Regions from separate parts of the Mus musculus genome. Here region 2 is linked to region 1. A link is a contact called in public promoter capture Hi-C data. All regions are on one chromosome and are shown on one strand. Each heading gives the region's core, a stretch centred on a gene start, on an enhancer-like site or on the middle of the called end of the contact. The rest is flanking DNA. Distances are from core to core; before and after follow the strand shown.

Region 1 (6,253 bases), core at 882-3,381:
TGATTTGAATTTTTTTCTTTTTCAAGATAGGGTTTTTCTGTGTAGCCCTGGCTGTCCTGGAACTCACTCTTTAGACCAGGCTGGCCTCGAACTCAGAAATTCACCTGCCTCTGCTTCCCAAGTGCTGGGATTAAAGGTGTGCGCCACCACTGCCCAACTAAAGTGTGATTTGAGATGCATACATGCTTGTACTGTGAACAGAAAGTGATAGATGTTCAGTTTTGTTATGTATTGCTCTATTTGTAGCCAAAGTTGCTTTAAAAACTAATTATCATTAGCAGTAGGCTATAGATGTGATGTTTTTTGTTTTGTTTTGTTTTGTTTTAAGATAAACTAGTTTGTCTCTTGTTCGAGATACCTGAAAGCTTTTTTAAAGAAATGTATTTTCAGTGGCTGGAGAGATGGCTCAGAGGTTAAGGTCACTCTCTGGTCTTGCAGAAAACCAGGGTTTGGTTCCAGCACCCACATGGCAGCTCATAACCATCCATACTTCCAGTTCTAGGGGCTCCAACACTGTCTTCTGACCTCCATGGGTACCAGGCATACATATGGGGTGTGTGTGTGTGTGTGTGTATTTACATATATATATATATATATACATATATATATATATATTTACAAAACACTCAAGCACACAAAAAATTTTTTAATCTGAAAAAAAATATTTTAAGGAAAGAAGTGCATGTTCATGGCATCGAGGAGGAGAAGGAACTGTGACTATTAAATGCTCTTCACCTACCAACTCCTTGCTACATCTTCCCTTTTGACTTTTTTGGGGGGGAGGGGTTGTCACATCCCAACCTGAGTTGGGGCAACATCCAACCATCAGCACCTTGAGGTTTGTCTTGTTTGCCAGAGGAGTATCTACACCGTAAATGTGATTTGAATGAATGAGTCAGGGACTTAAGTACAAGGGCAGCAAGCTGGTTGTAACTTCTCCACATTTTTTGGGGTGGGGAGACTTGAAGGAGGAAGGATAACTGAATATATACTCTCAGAGCACTGAGTCACAACCAGAGTTTCAGTTAGTTTAGTGTCAAAACAATCAGTCTCAATATAGCAAGATGGTGCTGGTCACCTAAGAAAAATCATCTGTAAGAGACTACAGGAAAGACTGGAGACTGTTTGATGCCTCTGCCTCTGCCTCTGCCTCTGCCTCTGCCTCTGCCTCTGCCTCTGCCTCTGCCTCTGCCTCTGCCTCTGCCTCTGCCTCTGCCTCTGCCTCTGCCTCTGCCTCTGCCTCTGCCTCTGCCTCTGCCTCTGCCTCTGCCTCTGCCTCTGCCTCTGCCTCTGCCTCTGCCTTGCATTTAAAGTCAGATAAGGCCGGCGGGCTAGAACACAATGTCACAGTCCTGCTTTTCTTTTAATTACCTTTTTGTATTTTATTTTTATTTTTTTATGTTGATTGGTGTTTTGTCTGCATGTATGTCTATATGAGGGTGTCAGAAGGCCTTGAATTGGAGCTAGTTAGACAGGTATGAGCTGCCATGTGGTTGCTGGGAGTTAAATCCAGGTCCTCTGGAAGAATAGTCAGTGTTCTTATCCACTGAGCCATCTCTCCAGCCCCAGTCCAGTTTTAGAAGGATTTACAAACTGGCTGGAAGGACCATGAACCCACAGTTCAAGTTCAAAGGATGTTTAGAAACTTGGGTAAATTGAGCTGAATGGTAATGGGAAAAAATGTATCCAGCATTTCTTTCGCTGGGGGTCACCTGGCCCTAGCTTGTCAAAATCATGATATTCTGAGATGGATGAAACTTAAGGAAAGACACTTTTTAGACCAGGCTTTTAGGCCAGCAGTCAGATTTTATCCAAGAATTGTTACTTTTATCCCAGAAACGTTGCCTGTGGCAAGCAGAGAAGGGAGCAGGGTTGACCGGGTTAGGAGGTTCTCCTCCTCCCCCCCCCCCCCATCCCGTTCTGAAGGAACTCAGAGGCGTGGCTCGGGCTGAGGGGCGTGGCTTAAGTTAGAAGTGGTCTGTTAGGCCAGAGAGCAGAGGCACGCCAGGTCTAAATGGGGCGGGATTAGGGCGGTCCCAATGGCTCTAGCAGTGCTTGAAGAGCTGGGGGCGTGGCTTCTGGGAGGCGTGGCACGGGCGCCAAGGGGCGAGGCCTTGATGGACAGTAGCCAGTAGCTGGTCCTGGGAAGCTAACTTGCCAGTGGCACTTGTTAAGTGCTGTTGGAGAAACGGAGAAAAACGTCCAGGTAAGGATGGGCAGCCGAGCGGAGTGGGAACCTCAGGGAGGTTGGAAAGATCCAGAGAGGACCGCAACTCTTCTCCGAACCCTCCACCCCACAGATCCGGCAGTGACAGCTGTTGGTTCTGCCAGTCTTGCCTCAGTTCCAGCGGGCCTGACTAGGCTTGGTCCTCTCTGCCCTAGCCCCCTTTCTCTACTATTCAGAGTCCCCAGAATCCTTCACATTTTTTTTCACTTGAGAGAATTGGGGGGTGGGGGTGGGGGCGCATGGGAGGAGCAGTCCCTTGTGAGGGCATGTTGCCTGAGTTGGTTGAATCTAAGTTAAAAAAAAAGTTCAGCCTGTTTAAAAAAAAACAAAATAAAACAAAAAAACAGCTGGAGACATGGGTAAAAGCTACCAGTTCTGAGACTGCGTAGAAACTGAGGCACAGTTAAGACTCTCCCTCTGGTGTTTCTTCTTCATCCCCACCCCCACTTAGCCTGGAGCTGGGGACAGGCTCACAGCCATCCCCAGGCTGTGGAGCACTGTCACAGCACTGTTTGCAGAAATCAGAAACGTTTTCACTTTGGCCTTAACTTTTTTTGTGCCCCGCCCTAGACCTAGAGGAGAGGTACCTCCAAAATATAGAATGGTTGGTGGCTGTTCTAGTTTGCGTGCGACATTCTTTGTTAAGTATTTCTGACCCCGGGGCTGGTTGGCAACCTTTTGATATTAATTTCAGTGCCCTCCCTTTTTATGTTTGAGAAACATTGGGCACTAATGGGCACACCTTGGTTCCGGACAACTTGTGCCTTCTCAGCCATTGAAAAACCACTTTGCCTTCCACTTCCTGGTCTCCTTTGTTGGTAATCTGGTATCTTTACATGCTGCTGTTTAAAGACCTAGCTAGATTAGGAACAGAACAGAAGTAAGCTCCATTTTTTTTTCTTGTGAGAGAAACTGCCATGGATCCCTGAGCAGTCCCCGCACATTGCCCTGAGTAGCTGATGTTCACAGGTATGTTGGATGCAGAAAACCTTTCTTATTCTTAGGAGTTTCATCCTTAATTCACAACCTTTAAAATTAGGCTGGAAGGCCTTGAAAGGCCAAGGAGTAAGGGTACCACTCTCAGATGGGAGTCATGCTCCCAGGGAAGAAGTGGGTGAGAGGAGGAAGCTGAGCTTTCTCCATCAAGATTTGGCAAGATAATCTCTAATTCAGATTTGAGGAGTTGCAAAAGGCCTGCTTCCTTTTGAAATCAGGAGTCAATCTGATGAGAAACACACAGTTTCTTTCCATGTGATTGTAACCTTTATTCAGAGTACATTTTCTTTCTGCTGTCTGTTTTGCACAGAGAAAGTTTAATCAGGCAGAGTTCACACAACCTATCACAGTAAATTCCCAATTCATCAATGATTCTTTAGTAGCTTTTCACACTTCTTTCTCCTTGCACACATTTCTAAGTTAGCAAAGCATCAGACCTGTCAATAAAATCCAAGGGGCTACGTGAAGAATCAGCGCTGGCAAAGGGAACATATGTGTGGAAAGCTTAGCTTCCCCGTGGCACATTGATACAGCTCTCTGAGCAAATGGGAGCATGGGTGCATTTTTCGGGAAACACAGTAATAAGTGGTGGTAGATCACTAAGATGTGGTATGTTTGATAGTTCAACTTTATTTACTGTTTAACAGATTGGACAGTATGAGTTCAGTAAGTAAGTTATAAATAACCAACTCTCAAGAAATTTACTTTCAGTTTAACAGAAGGGATTGACCCTAGACTTGAACATTAAAACAAATTCAAGTATTGTTATAGGTAGTGTAGCCTAGTGGTAATTAAGATGAGTTTCTACTTATTTCGATTTTCTTCGAACTCTGTTCACACCCGACCAACGGTTTTCAGTTCTTTCTGGACTCATCATTCCCTTGTGGGCAGGTGCACCCTTAATTGTCCCTTTCTGCCAGCCTGCCTTGGTACACCTGTACCTCTTGGAGTTTTGTGTGTGTGTCTAGCTTTGTAATGGCTCCTGGGCACCAGAACCAGGTTGCCAACTACCCTGGAGCTTTCCTCTTGGCTCTCCCCTTGATGTCTCCAATTGAGTGCAATAGATGGTAAGACCGCCATGTTTCCTTGTTTCTCATGCCAGGTTCTGTTTCTCTGTTCAAGGATTAATTCTTATTCTGCCAACTGGACACTCTTGATGCCTCCTTCTATTTGTTCATCGAGGGTAGGCCCTACTGCCTTCCTTCTAATGTCAAAATAGCAGTCTACCACTGAGCTACACTCCTAGCACCCTTGACCAGTGTGTGACTATTGTTTGTTTGATTTTTTTTTTTGGTTTGTTTTAACTCTGATTGGCCTGTCATTTGCTATGCAGCCCAGACTGACCACAAACTCACCATGATCCTCCTGCCTCAGCTTCCCAAGTTCTGGGATTATAGATGTGTAACATACCCAGCTCCAAGGCAACTTTTGTTTTTTGTTTTTTGTTTTGTTTTGTTTTGTTTTTCGAGACAGGGTTTCTGTGTGTAGCCCTGACTGTCCTGGAGCTCACACTGTATACCAGACTGGCCTCGAACTCAGAAATCCGCCTGCCTCTGCCTCCCGAGTGCTGGGATTAAAGGTGTGCGCCACCACGCCCAGCAAGCAACTTTTACTAGGTAACAGTAAGTGACTCCCTCCCCCCACCCCGTGTATATATATATCAGATTTGCTCTTCTTTAGGACAAAAAAAATCCCCATTTTTGCCCCCATTTCCCTGAGAGTACTGTTCTCAACTTGGAACAACTTTTTCCACCATCTGGCAATGTATAGAGATATTTTTGTTTTTCTAACTCTGGTGTAGGTGCTAGTAGTTTCTACTGAAGCCTAGATAGTATAGATACAGATAAACACTCCACAATTCACAGGACGGCCCCTAGAAACCAGAAGTCTTCTGGTTAACAATGCCATGTTTGGGAAGCTTTGGTTTAGAGAAAGAGCCATTATTATGGTCTAGAAGTAGGTGACACCCGTTGCCTCTGCATCTCATTGGCTCATTGCTTGTTTGTCTTTTCTAGTCACTTTGCTTTGGCTCTGTTAGCCCCCTTCAATATGGCAGGGTTGTTCCTACTTTTGGATCTTCCCACAAACACTTTGTTTACTTAGAATCCCTTTCTTTAGATAGCTATTTAACAAATAAGGGTAGAGACCCCTTTCAGTCCTTATCTCAAATGTCACCTTGTCAATTAGGCCAAATATAACACTCCCAGTCCAGTGGCACTCCAGATTCACTATGTCCTGATCCATATAGTTCATTGAATGTACTTGAATAGAAGCTATAACTGACGACTACACACGACTTGTTTACTAGCTGTTTCTCCCTAAAACCTAAGCTTCACAGGGGTAGGATCTTTGCTTTCTTCCCCTGAGCCTAGAAGAGTGTCTGGCATTTAAAAGATATTCAGTTACTCTATTGAAGAAACTAAAAATGAACGAAGGATGACTGAAGTACTCACCTCCTCCTTGACTCGTCTGGCTCTCCTCTTCCTACTTCTACCCATCCTGTGCTCTGCTGCCAGTGCCATCAGAAATCATCCATTACGTGAAAGAACATCCAAAAGGCTTCTAGCCACCTCCCAAATCAATCTCAGATCCTCATCCAGCACTGCCTTCCACTGCAAGCCCGGCTATCTGTTAGGCCTGGGCCATTGCAGGTATTAATAGAAGGCTTGGGGTGATGAGAAGGAGGTTCAGGTAGTTTTTGACCTAGTTTCAAGAAAGAGATTTTGAATTAAATGTATTTAGTAATATATAAATAAGTATATCTATGGTCTTATGTAATACACACACACACACACACACACACACACACACACACACACACACACACATGCATGCAACCCAGGCTGGACTTGAATTCCCTACATAGCTAAGGGTGACTTTAAAGTTCTGATCCCCCTGCCTCTACCTCCTGAGTTCTGAGTACTAGGACAATTGGCCTGAGCCACCATGTGCTGTGTATGGGGTGCTGGCAATCAAGCGCAAGGCTTCATACATTTTAGGCAAGCACAGTACCAACTGAGCCACATTCCT
Region 2 (6,307 bases), core at 345-2,844, 270 kb after region 1:
GTTGAACAGCAAATCTGGAACTGTTTCTACTCTCTGAGCCAGAAAAAAATCCCAAGCTTATTATCAATGGTTATTAAGCTGTCACCTCCAGGTTAACAGTGGACTACTGCTCCTATCACTTCTGCTTAAAGCCTCATATTTCCTAACAAGGCTTGTGATTTTGAAAGAAAGAGTAATGGGAACCTGAAGTCTGGAAGGATGCACCATCGATACTGGGAGGATTCAGTCTCCATGGTGGAAATCCATATGTATGTCATAAATCCATAGACGCCTGGAATACAGTTTAGAAATATTATGGGCCAATTATTTTAGACATCCTACAGGAAGTGGGTAAGTTGTGAAATCTATGTACAGCACACTGGGTAGCTGGTTAATAAGACACTGTTTGCTAGGAAACAGTTCCATGGAGAACACGTTTGGGATACCATCTCACTTGATATTTTCAGAAGTCTATGAACAATTTCAATTGCAGCCCACGGTGCCATTTTACAGATGAGCAATCAGAGGCTCTTGGTGTGCCTTTTGTATTTCAACACTTCTCCCCCCCCCCCGTGTGTGTGTTTGTGTTCACCTTTTGGATTTAGCATACCTGAGCACCCTCAGGGGAGTGCCCAGGGAAGGACAGGCAGCAATGATGAAGGTAAAAGCTACATTTTTAGCTAAGTCTTGGGTGAGAATTTTTTAAGTGAATAAAAATAAAGTCTCTCGAAGATATGCACTATCACTGTCAGTGGCTCTGGGTGACAAGGGACACTGAGTAGAAACTCAGAAGTGCATGGTGATGGCGAAGGGTCAGGCTCTTGCTCTTGTCGGAACATCTAGGACATCACTAATTTGTTGGGTGATATGAGAGAAAATATTTCATCTGCCTGGACCTCAGAGTAGATAATTTCTCAAGCTCATATACAGTTAACATCACACAATTTCTTGCTTGGCTTTGTAGAACAGATGGGAAAAATCCTAAAGCAGGGGTCTGGTAAGAGGTCAGCTATTTAGCTTGTAGATTTCTGCTTTGGATCTATGGGCCTCACCTGTCTAGTTTAAGGACTGAGAGGTTTCTCAGTTCTCATTAATGAAAGGAGAGGACTGACAAGCTGAATTAGTGAATTTTAGGAATTTTAAATGATGCACGCTGAAGAGTAAAGAAACGTGGTATATACAGGAGAGCCAATATACTGTTACACACAGTAGCCTGATAGCAGTGGTCCACATAGAATGATCACTTAGGTACCTGGAGGACTTTATGAAGACGTAGGGATTAAATCCAGCGGCTTGCGCTTGCAATCGAATCACCAAGCTGTGCTGGCGGATCTCTTTGTACTCTTCCCAGACAGGGGCTCCCTAAATCTCTCAGTCTGGGTTTGAACTCGCGATCATACTGCCTCAGCACCCCTTAATGGCTAGGATTACAAGCCTGCGCCACTAGGCCCAGCTGGATTTAAAAACAAAAACAGAAAACAAACAAACAAAAAAAAACTTGGTAAAGTAAGCGGACCTGGCAGCTTACGTCACAACCAGCTGAAGGCGCGACGCGCTGGTTGCTATGGAGGCCGTCCTATTGACCCCGCCTCCGGCTCTCCTGTGGCTATCCACTCTGCAGTGACCAACCAGCCTGGCAGGCAGCAGTTACCTCTCAACTGATGGCTGAATAGGAGGTATCTCCATCACCATGAGCTTCGGGTCTGGCGGGTTCTGAGGCTCATAAGAACAGAGCATCACCCGTCATTCGCTGGAGATCCAGTGGTCTGAAGCTCACTCAACTGCTGGACAGAAAGGCGCTGAAATCGGACTGCAGCAGGGGACCACCTGTCTGCGGATCTGCCGCGGAGAGAGCTTGACCCAAAGCGCTGCTTGGAGAGGATCCGGAGGGGAGCTCTGAGCCGCCACCGCCACCTTGGCAGCCGCGAGCCGCCATCGCCTTGGGCTTCTACCGGTCGCCACTATGGCCGAGGAAGAATCTGCCTCCACCACGTCTTATACTGAAGATGATTTCTACTGTCCGATATGCCAAGAAGTCTTCAAAACGCCAGTTCGGGTCGCGGCCTGTAAGCATGTTTTCTGCAGAAAATGTTTCCTGAGTGCAATGAAGGAGAGCCGGCTCCACTGCCCCCTGTGCCGTGGAAATGTGACTAGAAGAGAAAGAGCTTGTCCAGTGAGGGCTGTAGACCTCGAAACCATCATGAGACATTTTCCTGGTAATTGCCGATGCTGTTCCCAGCGCGTTGAACTCTATCGTATGAGGCAGCACTACAAAACTTGCGAAAAGTACCAGGATGAATTTGGAGTTTCTACATCTGTTTCAAGCTTCCAACAGTCTCCAAACTCCGTGGGCAACAGTAACAACGAGGCACCGGCCTCAGCGAATGCTGAGGTTTTACAAGAAGAGGAAGAGAACGCAAGCCCACCTGATGAGCCCACCTTCGATTGTCCTCTGTGTGAAGAAGTAACCATGAGCAGGCAACGTTTGCTGGATCATTGCAACAGCAGCCACCGAGGTCGTGTCGTTTCAGTCACTTGCCCAATTTGCCTATCTCTTCCATGGGGCGACCCGCCTCAACTCACCAGAAATTTTGTTAGTCACCTTAATCAGAGGCATCAGTTTGATTACGGAGATTTCGTGAATCTTCAGCTGGATGAGGAAACCCAATTTCAGATCGCCATTGAAGAGTCCTTCCACGTCAACATCTAGAGGGACTGTACTCATTTCTACAATTGTTCCTAAGGGACAATTTACATTAAAACATCCCTTCAATAACTTGATGTTTTAAATAAAAGTGATCAGTCTGACCTTTTAGTTTTTCTTTCATTACAAATCGAAATTATGTTAAAACTTAGTCCCTTGGACAAGAGGATCAGGGAGGGGGAAGGAAGAGGACAGAAGAGGAGTGGGGAGGGATGGGAGAGAAGAAAAGAGGGTGGGGATCAGGAATGGGGAGGAGCAAGGGAAGAGATAGTATGTGGGGCTGGGTGGGGTGGCACATGCCTTTAATCCCAGCACTAGGGAGGCAGAGACAGGTGGATTTCTGAGTTCGAGGCCAGCCTGGTCTACAAAGTGAGTTCCAGGACAGGAGAGAGAGAGAGAGAGAGAGAGAGAGAGAGAGAGAGAGAGAGGGTATGTGGGGAGGAGGGATGGGTGAGAAGAGAAACACAGGAGGGGGACAGCAAGGAGGGAGAGGAATGGAAAAGAGGAAGTGGGTAAGGGAAGAGAGATAGGAGGAGTAGGGAAGGAGGGAGGTAAATGGAAAAGGAGTGGGAAGGATGGGGAAGAATACAGATAGGAGGGGTGGGAGATGGAGGAGGGAGATGAATGGGGAAGGGGAGGGGGAAGGCATGGGAGAGAACAGAGATGGGAGGAGGAGTGGGGCGAGGAGGGGGATGAGTGGGAAATGGAAGGGATGGCAGAGAAGAGAGATGGGAGGAGGGGTGGGACAAGGAGGAGGGGGATGAGTGGGAAATGGAAGGCATGGGAGAGAACAGAGATGGGAGGAGGGGTGGGAGGAGGAGGGGGATGAATGGGAAATGGAAGGGATGAGGGAGAAGAGAGATGGGAGGAGGGATGGGACAAGGAGGAGGGGGATGAGTGGGAAATGGAAGGGATGGCAGAGAAGAGAGATGGGAGGAGGGGCGGGACAAGGAGGAGGGGGATGAGTGAGAAATGGAAGGCATGGGAGAGAACAGAGATGGGAGGAGGGGTGGGAGGAGGAGGGGGATGAATGGGAAATGGAAGGGATGAGGGAGAAGAGAGATGGGAGGAGGGATGGGACAAGGAGGAAGGGGATGAGTGGGAAATGAAAGGGATGGGGGAGAAGAGAGATGGGAGGAGGGGCGGGACAAGGAGGAGGGGGATGAATGGGAAGTGGAAGGGATGAGGGAGAAGAGAGATGGGAGGAGGGGCGGGACAAGGAGGAGGGGGATCAATGAGAAATGGAAGGAGAAGGGGTGAGAGAATAGAGATGGGAGTTGGGGTGGGACAGGGAGGAGGGAGGGGATGAGTGGGAAAGGGGAGCAGGGGTGGGACAGAGAGGAGGGAGGGGATGAATGGGAGAGGGGAGGAGGGATTGGAAAGAACAGGGATGGTAGGAAGGGGCAGGGAAGGGTGGAAATGAATGGGAAAGGGATGGGGGATGGGAGTGAGAGGGAATGAGGAGAAAGGAAGAGGGGTAAGGAGAAAGAGGAGGGACTGGGGAGAGATGTGGAAAGAAGGGGAGGGGTGACAGAGGACAGTAGTGGGTGTATGGAGGGGAGGTACAGTGATATCTAAAATGAAAATGTTATGACAAGGAATTTTTTTTGTACGTTAATTTTAAAAGCTTAAAAAGAAAAACCCAAGAAAAAGGGGCGACAAACTGTAAACTTCACAAACCCATCTGTGAGGACTAAGTAGCTGGCAGTCCCTGTAACACTTGTCTTTATGGCTAATTACCTCTTCAGTCTATCTTCTAATAAGGTTGATTTGAAAAAGAAAGAAAGGTTCTTTGGTGAAACAGAACAAAATGAGCCAGAATGGCTCAGTGAGAGAGTGAGCCAGAATGGCTCTGTGAGAGAGTGGAAGGTTAACCGTTCGTTACCTTTGCTCACTTTCACAGACTGTGGCACAGGAACAACACTGACCTATTTACTGACCTTACTGTGCTTCCTATACAGGAGGCTGGTCTGCAATTTATCCTTCTGCCTCCACTTCCCAAGCACTGAGATTACAGGTATGTGCTGTTAGAGCCATTTTATACAATGTTGGGAATAAAATTAGGGCTCTGTGCAGGCTTGAAAAACAGCCACCAACTGAGCCACACCCATAGCCAGAACTTCTTAACGGTTTTTTAAAAAAAAATATTTATTTATTTAATTTTAAGTATATGACTACACTGTAGCTGTACAGGTGGTTGTGAGCCACCATGTGGTTGCTGGGATTTGAACTTAGGACCTCCGAAAGAGCAGTCAGAGCTCTTAACCGCTGAGCCATCTCTCCAGCCCTCTTAATGTTTTCTTTTTTTTTTTTTTTTAAAGAATTATCCTTTCACAATTTCATTAGATAGATACCATGTATTTTGGTCATGTTTTTCCTGATTATCCTTTTTTACTGAATGTTTTCTTCCCTAAGAGTCCTTTTATTGTTTCCTTGTCTTTTGTTTGTGGTCTGCTGCATTTCATTAAGATTGCCTTTCTGAGCCCAGGTGGAGGAGTTTTTTACTTCAGCAGTGATAACTTTCTCAGCCAATAGCTACCACTGAGGACTATGACCCCTTCCCTATGGCAAACATTAACTGCCTAAAACTCCTGGGGGTTGTTATGAGCCCCTTCCCCTATGACTGACTAAATGGTGATGGGCCCGGTCTTGCAAGGTCTTATGCAGGTAGCCATTTCGGCTCTGAGTTCATGGGTGTGATAGCCATGCCATGCCCCAAAGACATCAGTTCACAGCACTCTTCCTCATCCTTTGGCTCTTTACTATCTTTCTAGTCTCTCTTCCTGATGTTCCTTGAGCCATTTGTAATAGTAATAGGTAGGTAGATAAATAGATAGATAGATAGATAAATAGATAAATAAATAAATAAATAAATAAAGTTAGAGCATTTTTATACTGTATAGCCCCATGCAATGTTTTCTTACAGCTCTTAAAGTCCATAGTGTCTGTATCCCACCCTCTCCACACTCTGGCTCTGTCCTCATCTCTTCAGACGCTCACCCGCATTTACTGAAGTCCATCCACACAGGTAACCTCTTTTGGCTGACTCAGTTACTGTCTGCCTAGTTCTGCCTAGCCTATCCTTTTCCGACTGTCCTGAGAATGAGCCTTGACATGAAACAGTCTAATGTAGTTGCTACCAGGTGGTGGCCAGCCCACTAGGAGGTTGCTATTGGCTCCTCAACGCCATGCCGTGCATACATCAGGCTTCTGTGTCCTTCAATCTACAGTAGCTCCCTTTGCCATTCTATGGATTCCTTAGCAGTCACACAGGTGAGGCAGGGGGTGGGGGGCTTCCGAGAAGGACATAGGAAGCATACGAGATGAGCCAATTCTTCAGGGTAGTCTCTGAGTACTATGAAAGAACCTATTTTTAACTTCGCTGGCCATTTAGAGACTCAGAAAATGTCCATGTATATCAAGATTTGTTCATTTGGGGATATAGTGCAGTGGCTCAGTGGTAATATGCTAACCCCTCAGGCTCTGGCTTCAATCTCTAGCACCACAAAATTGGTGTGTGTGTGTGTGTGTGTGTGTGTGTGTGTGTGTGTGTGTGATGTGTGTGTGATGTGTGTGATTCTTGCTCCCTTTTAGATCAAGCTCCCACAGTCCCACCTACCTTTG

Evidence for each region. Promoter capture Hi-C pulls out the DNA fragments that hold promoters and counts their contacts.
Region 2: a contact with region 1 is called in a promoter capture Hi-C map of stem cell-derived epiblast-like cells, with 4 times the contacts expected there. The contact joins the promoter of Rnf138rt1 here to the promoter of Car5b in region 1. A contact is called at or near these places in 2 of 39 promoter capture datasets (the C10 cell line and stem cell-derived epiblast-like cells).

Annotation. Positions count from the first base shown.
Region 1 is chrX:164,023,888-164,030,140 of GRCm38.p6, reverse strand. It overlaps Car5b (carbonic anhydrase 5b, mitochondrial), which reads left to right and starts at 2,131. Exons shown (of 8, transcript NM_181315.4): 1 at 2,131-2,206.
Region 2 is chrX:163,756,619-163,762,925 of GRCm38.p6, reverse strand. It overlaps Rnf138rt1 (ring finger protein 138, retrogene 1), which reads left to right and starts at 1,594. Exons shown (of 1, transcript NM_028842.3): 1 at 1,594-2,787. The coding sequence starts at 1,943. The coding sequence ends at 2,689.